Regions from separate parts of the Mus musculus genome. Here region 1 is linked to region 2. The links are chromatin contacts, called in public promoter capture Hi-C maps. All regions are on one chromosome and are shown on one strand. The core of a region is the stretch at or near the end of the contact, and the rest is flanking DNA. Distances in the headings are between cores, read along the strand shown.

What was found. Promoter capture Hi-C pulls out the DNA fragments that hold promoters and counts their contacts.
Region 1: a contact with region 2 is called in a promoter capture Hi-C map of liver, with 2.7 times the contacts expected there. The contact joins the promoter of Slc13a2os here to the promoter of Sez6 in region 2. A contact is called at or near these places in 1 of 39 promoter capture datasets (liver) and 1 of 484 Hi-C or Micro-C datasets (pro-B cells).

What each region holds. Positions count from the first base shown.
Region 1 is chr11:78,392,211-78,395,771 of GRCm38.p6, reverse strand. Slc13a2os (solute carrier family 13 (sodium-dependent dicarboxylate transporter), member 2, opposite strand) reads right to left here and starts at 1,287. Exons shown (of 5, transcript NR_003282.2): 1 at 1,267-1,287; 2 at 976-1,155; 3 at 534-595.
Region 2 is chr11:77,928,129-77,932,127 of GRCm38.p6, reverse strand. It overlaps Sez6 (seizure related gene 6), which reads right to left and starts at 1,289. Exons shown (of 17, transcript NM_021286.4): 1 at 1,014-1,289. The coding sequence starts at 1,068. It overlaps Gm11190 (predicted gene 11190), which reads left to right and starts at 2,840. Exons shown (of 3, transcript NR_033549.1): 1 at 2,840-2,870.

The DNA of each region.
Region 1 (3,561 bases), core at 38-2,537, 460 kb before region 2:
CTGTCAGCCTGGGTCAGGGCCATAACAACAGCCTAACCACTCCAGCCTGAAGCAGGTAGGTCAGGCCTGATAGCCCAGGATGCTGGACCACCCTGCTAGGCATGCAAGCCCCAGCACTACTGCCTTCAGGGGCAGGGTAGCAAGAGGTTTTGGGTGTCTCCTGGTAAGAACACAAGAACTCAAGACATGAACTCCCCAGTGCTGTGGAGAACCAACAGACTGGAACACTTCACCACAGTCTACCAGATGGAGCTGTGTCCCTTATACAGGGAATGTCCTATAGAACAATGAGTGTACCAGAAACACACAAGTCCCTTTTTCCCCCTGAAGGTCATCAGGTCCTCAGTTGGCTTGTGGGCCATGCTTTGTGACCATGAAGTAGTGTCTTGACCTCTCTAGCCTAACCTGACTTTAGTCTCAGCAAATAGGCCCACGTTTCTGAGCCAAGTTTAGATATTTCCCCATTCCTGTGCCCTGAGACCCTGGGTGGGGAAAGTCCCTGTTGTCTACTCCCTCCCCATTCCCACACCCACCAACTAGCAACAGTCTACATGGGCAGCCAGACCACAGAGGCTCTCAAACCTGTCCAAGACACCTGCAAGACAGAAAAGAGCTTATTAGGTAGATAGAACAAAGCCAGGTCACCCCATTGTCACCTGAAGCACCCCAGCGTTCAAGGTCAGCCCCTCCGATTAGACCTCCTGTGGGGGGGATTTCTGTCTCTCAGTCTCTGAGGAAGGGAAGGGCTGGTAGAGGATGGAGAGAGTCAGGTCGTCCAGCAGGGCAGCTGCTGAAGGGGTAGCCTGCAACCTCAGCTGGCTATAAGCAGGAGGCTTAGAAGGAGCCAGCCTCCACCACAACCACAGATGTGTTGCAAAGGAACAAGGTTAGGGGAGGCAGGACTGTGGCCCCTTGAGGGTGGGGGACCCCTAAAGGGTGGTGAGCCTTGTTCTCAGAGCCCTGGATCACACTTACCCACATTCCTGTGTGCACAGCCCCTTCACGCCCAGTCACAGAAAGCCACCATCATGTACATCTGTACAGCGTGCTCAGACCCACGAGTCCTTACAAGTGTGCAGAGGCTCACACACAGCTCTGGCCAGACGCATCCAGCACACATAGTAGTGCCACACCCTGCCATAGCCTTGGGTAAGCCTGAGGAGGGAGAGAGTACCTTTGCCATAGCCTTGGGTAAGCCTGAAGAGGGAGAGAGTACCTTGGCACTCTGCAGCAGAAAATCTCACTGTTCTTAGAGACATGTCTCACCTGCTCTGATCCTGGGAGGGATGAGGACTTGAGTTCAGCACCCATCTAAGACCTGAGGACTCCACCCAGCTCCTCCCCGCCCCCCCCCCCAGCCCCCGCAGACCCTCCCCACCAAGCTTGGAAACTCCCTACACTTCCCAAGGGTCAGCCAACCAGAACAGGGGCGGACCTCCCTGGCCAGCTCCCCTGAGGCTCTGGTCCAGTTGTTCTATCACCTAGCCAAGGAGCCACTACCCCCCAGCATGCTCAACCTATGACCAGAACTCTCGAGGTCCCTGCAGCCAGCCTCTGAGATGAGGCCTAGCCCTCAGCATTTTATGCTGGGGTAGACTGTAGAGGGCAGTGTGCTGAGGAGCCCCGCCCCAGGACCCCTCTGCAGACAAGAGTGTCTGCAAAGGCAGTCTCAGTCTTAGGAACTCACTTTGAAAAGCAGAGCCCAGCCTACAGGAGCAGAGTTGGATAGACATATCAGGCATGGCGAATTATTGTGCCTGTAATCCTGGGAATTATAGAGGAATTGCTGCAAATTCAAGGTTTGGGGTTTGGTCTACAACCAGGGCTACAAAGTAACACCTGTCTAAACTGAAAGAGAGAGAGGGGAGGAGACTATCTTAGAGTTTCTATTCCTGCTCAAAACATCATGACCAAGAAGTTGGTTGGGGAGGAAAGGGTTTATTCAGCTCACACTTCACATTGCTGTTCATCACCAAAGGAAGTCAGGACAGGAACTCACACAGGGCAGGAACTTGGAGGCAGGAGCTGATGCAGAGGCCATAGAGGAATGCTGCTTACTGGATTGCTTCCTCTGGCTTGCTCAGCTTGGTTTATTATAGAACTCAGGACTTCCAGCCCAGGGATGGAACTACCCACAATGGCCTGGGCCCTTCCTCCCCCCTCCCCGATCACTAATTGAAAAAATTCCTTACAGCTGGATCTCATGGAGGCATTTCCTCCAGGGAGGCTCCTTTCTCTGTGATAACTCTAGCTTGTATCAAGTTGACCCACAAAGCCAGCCAGTTCCGGGGACCAAGGGTAGAAAGAAGGACCAGTCAGTAAAGTGCTTATCACACAAACACATAAGGACCTGGGTTGGAGCCTCCCAATCTACATAAAAGCCCACATGCAGCATCTTGCAGCCTGAACCTGGGCACAGGTAGGTCTTCCCAGCCAGTCACTACAGTTAAGTCAGCCTTAGATTCAGCAAGAAACTGTCTCCAAAAATGAGGAGAGGAGAGAGTGAGGAAGACATCATACACTGACCTCTGGCCTCCATTCACACGCTCAAAACACACCCACACAAACACAAGCATACACCTTACCTGGCCCCAGCCCCTCCCACACACATGTATAACTTGACCGAAGATGGTGCATTCTGATTTAAGGTGAGGGGCTCCAAGCATGGAAACTGCTCCTCCTGCCTGGGTCTCCATAGTCTTTCTCTAGCCTGGAATCTGGCAGACCCTGTTGCAGGGGTTCCCACACCTGGCCAGCAAAGGGCAGAGCTTTGGCAGGCAGGTCACAGTTCTAACCCCTCAGCTTCCCAGGCCTGTTCAAACAGTAGCTGTGGCCAGCGGGACCAACGCCAGCACAGTTCTGTCTGCAGGAGGGTAGGAGTGCTTTCTGAGTCAACACTGCAGATGCTAGAATCCAGGTGAGTGTTAGTTAGAATGGGGCTCTGGACCTAGGAGAGAACACCGAGGGCCTGGTTTGGTGAGAGGAGTTAACAGTCTGTTATCAGGAGGAAGATCTCACTCAGCCTCTAGATTCAAGCTCTGCTTGCATTCCCAACTCCTGCTCTGTCTCCCAGGCTACAATGATGAAGAGGCCGTCAGATGGACAGAGGAAGCAGAGGCAGAAACTGCGATCAAGAGGAAGGGGCTTGGCACGTCCAACAGAAGACTATTGGAAGGAGTGGTGATGGGCGCCTGTACATCCCAGCTCTTGGGAAGCTGAGACAGGAGATTGTAGGTTTGAAGGCAGTCTGGAGTATATAGTGAGCCCCAGACCAATCTAGACTGCATATGGATGTCTTGTCTTTAACAAAGACTTTAGTCTAGACAAAAAAATAACTGAAAGAAGCAGAATCAGGTCCAGAGAGAAGGCTCAGCCGCTTAAGGAGTTGTTATCAGACCTGAAAACCTGAGTCTTACCTGGGACCCAGATAGAGGAAGGGGAGAACTGACTCCCACAAGTTGTCCTCTGACCTTAATATAGATACTAAGGCACACACAGGCAAGCACACATACAAATGTATATATACAAATATGATACGATCTGAAGAGAAACCAGAGTATG
Region 2 (3,999 bases), core at 40-2,539:
GCAGGCGATTAGTAAAAGCGGAGAATGACCTAAGCATTTGAAGACTCCCGAGACCACTTGCTTCAGACCCTTCCTGCTTCCCATTCATCTTTCCTCCAAACTCCCTTGGTGCTAACTCCGAGGCCAAGCGTTTCTTGACCGAGATCAATGAAGTTAGGACTTGACTCGGCGTCCGGGGCTGGGACAAACGGTGAGTTCCGCTAACTAGTCTGCGGCTCCGAGGTCGATAGAACCCGGCAGGAAGGCAGAGCCGAAGAGAAGCAGCGCTCCGTGCATGTGCGTGTGTGCATGTGTGTGTCTGTGTGCAAGAAAAGAATTTCAGGGAGGGCAGCCAGTCCCAGGACCTCAGTTGCTGCAACCCAGAGAAGAGCGAGGGGCTGGGCAGTGGGCTCTCAGGGTCCCCGGATATGTTTCCCCAGAATTGTGTTCTAGGTTCCAATCCTGACTTGACAGCGTCAAGGCAGAGGTAGGTGAGAGATGTCCCAGTCCCGGGTCCGGCCACCACCCGACCCAGTTCCTCTGCAGTGAGGATACGAGGGACCCAGAATAAGCGGCAAAGTCGAGCGAAGTTTGGAGACCAGCGGGGTAGGCAGAACGGCGGGCTGGTAGCTGGGCTGTCCGGACTCTGCACCCGCGACCTGCCGCCCCCCCCGCAACGCGCCCGGGCGCCCCTAGACGCCTGGAGTGGAGCGAGGGAGCGCGCGGGAGAGCGCGTGTGTGCGGGGAGGGGGTGGCGTGATGAATTGCAGCAGAGAAATCCCATTAGATCCGGGGAGATGATTAAAGGCGAGGTCTCGGCCGGGCGCGAATGGCGGGAGCCGCGGCGGCTTCCCGCCCGTAGAGCCCGCGCCCCGCCCGGCTGGGTCGGCGCCGGGGACAGCGCAGCCGGCGGGACGTGGTGCTTGGGAGGAACAACAGGACGCACGGAGCAAGGCGCCGGGATGGTCTTGCTTTCCTACCCCTGGGAGTCCGCGCCCGCCCCCGTCCTGTGGCCGGACGCCCGGGTCCCTTACCGTGAGCCAGGAGCGCCAGCAGCGAGGGCAGGAGCAGCAGGGCTGCTGGGCGCATGGTGCTGCTTGCGGCCGCGCCCCGGGTCGGGGCCGCGGTAGGGGAACTGGGGACTGGGAGAGGCGTGGGCGCGGGGGGCAGAGCCGGTCCCGGGGAGAGCAGCGGGGCCGCCGCCGCCGCCGCCAGCGCCTGACAGAATCAGCACCACGGCCAGCGCCTGGCGTCGGCGCCCGGGATCGCCGCGCGGGGCTGGGGGCGGGGGCGCAGGAGGAGCGGCTTACCGTAAAGTCTCAAGCAAAGGCGCAGAAGACCCAGCGGCAAGAGAACAGGCTTTCGAGCCCTGGGGAAAGGACTGCCCTGCTAATGTGGCACACAGCCCCCGCCTTCCCGAGCTGCCCACGCCCAGCCAAGCTTGCCACCCTCTCCCGGGTTTGTAGCTTACCAAGGTGTCAGGTTCTAATCGGATTCTCCATTAAAGAGAACACCCCCTCCTCACCTCTCTCTCCACCCCACCTTGGTACCTGACAGCTACAAGGGTGATCTGGAAAGATGCACATCAGTGAGGCAGCTGGTGAGGCCCGCCTGCCCTTGTGGCAGCTCCATCCTGGGCCGATAATGAAGACGGCTTTTGAACGTACAAAGGACAATAAATTATTACTTTGCGCTCAATAAATGCCAGGGCTCCAGGCAGCTGCATCAGCAGCAAACTGTGCTCACAGAAAAGCTTAATTATCCTGATATTATAGTTAAAAGCCAGTGGCACTTGTGTCCTGGGGAGACATTCTCCACTTGGTAGGGGGCAACCTGGGTCAAGCTGTGGGGTGCTGAAGGCAGCACCCTGGGTCCCCATGTAGCCATGGGGTTCCAGACCTTGCTTCCTCTATTTCCTCTGTAGAACAAGAATAGCCACAGGAACACAGATCTTTTATGCCAATACCAGCTTCGGTCTTGGAACTGACGAAGAAAATGGGATAAGCATGAATATCAGGGGTCTTTATGACTGTTTTAGTTTTAAATTTTCATTTTTTTTTTTACCAGGACCTGGCACATGATTCCATACTTGATAGATAGGGAGGGGCTCTACCACTGAGCTACACCTTCAACCCACCAGGTGTAGCTGATTGTTTCAGATGGAGGAAAACTTGAAGAAGGGGCAGTAACCCCAGAGTAGTTGGAATAGTCAATAGCACAGAAAAATAAGATCCCATGACTTTGTGACCTGAGGAACCCCAGTAAGCCATGGGCCAATAACAGGCTAGCCATAGCTGTGCAGAACTAGAGGCTATTATTCAGACCCAAGGGACATGGTTAGGCTTGTTACTGAATTTCAGTGGACTCAACAGGACACAACCACGTGGCTGATGTTAATATCTGTAGAGGAAGAAGGAGGCCCTCAAAGGGCAGCTTAATGTTGAGTTCTTTCCATGTGAACGTGGGTCAAACCCCAACAATTTGTCCACAGCACTTCCCCCATCTCATCCTGGAAGCAAGTGACTTCTGCCCTAAGTTTCATTCCTAGGAGAGTCTTTCGGTCCTTACAGTCTTCCAGCTTTGCTCCTTTGATGCTCTGTAGATCCTTTTGTGGGCTCTGGGGAGCCATCTTGCTTGCTGTAAAGAATCCCAGGCAGCAGGTGGCATGTGGAGTTATCTGGGGAAGATGCTGGGTGAGGATTTTGGACAGTTGTCTGGTGAATTGGAAGAGAAAGGAGAGTAGCAGAAGGGATGGCAGGTAGGGGAGCCTTTGAAGAAAAGATCAGAAATGTGGAGAAGCCAGGAGAGAGGGACGGAGGAAAGGGAAAACAAGACCTGCCCACAGAATGGGAGAACAGGCGCAGAAGTGCCTGACTGAAGTCTGGAAACGGGTGAGTGCCATGAGGCTCTTCCTTTCTCACAGGCATTCCTGACATTTCTCACATCCCTGGGTCCTTCAGGACTACACAGCTCTGGGAAAAGGGGGTTGAGCCACAATGCAGGATGAACCTGATCTATCAGGATAGTTCCTCCTGACTTAAAGGCTTCTGGAGGTCTCACCCGACTATCTTGGCAGTAGGGCTCTGGATGAGCTGGGGACTACCTATAAGAAGAAAGGTAAGGAAATTTTCTGGGAACCTGCAACATGGCCTTCCTGACTGCCTGGGATACAAGAGGGAGTCCATTGCAGACTACAATCCCAGGATACAACACTCTCTCCTGAACCCAGGGAATGGATCTGCACTGCATGACTAGAGTAATAATACGGTTTGCTGTCATTCTTTACTGAAGATCTGGTAAACATGGCTTCTGTGGAATGGGTTCCCAGCAAGCTTGAGGCAGAGCCTGGACCAATCTAGGGAGCAGTAGAGGTTTTGGTAAACATCCTTTCTCATGCCTTTCAAAGGGCCCATTCTTCCTAGACATCGGCATTGCCCATAATGGAGGGCAATAAAATGTCCACGGGGACAGTCATCTATATCAAGGCTTACAGTTTGAGAGTTTACTCTATTCATACACACAATTTGAAAAGTAACACTGGCCAGTGAGATAGCTCAGTGGGTAAAAGGCACTTGCTATCAAGCCTGGTAACTGGAGTTCTATGCCCTACGTCACATTAGGGGAGAATCAACTCCTGTAAGCTATTCTCTGGTTTTTGGACACACACACACACACACACACACACACACACACACACACCAGCCTGTGGTGACCTGCACAGCCCCCTTTACTGTGTCTACCCAGCTCTTTACTCTCAGAAGATCCTGATTTCCCTGTCTAATTTTTCACTACAGGTAGTTGCACGGCCTATGTGCCCTCTACTCAAACCTAGCCCAGGGACCAGTACATTCTAAATGCTCAATGAATATTGTAAATAAGTGAGGATCCCCAAAGCCTAAGGCAGGTCACAGATGCCATACGAAAGCTGAGTAAGAGGAAGATGGGGGGGTGAGGGGGACTTTGCTTTAAGTCAGTGAGGGCTTCAAACCATGCCAAATCTGCTTGTGTTTCAGCGAATGA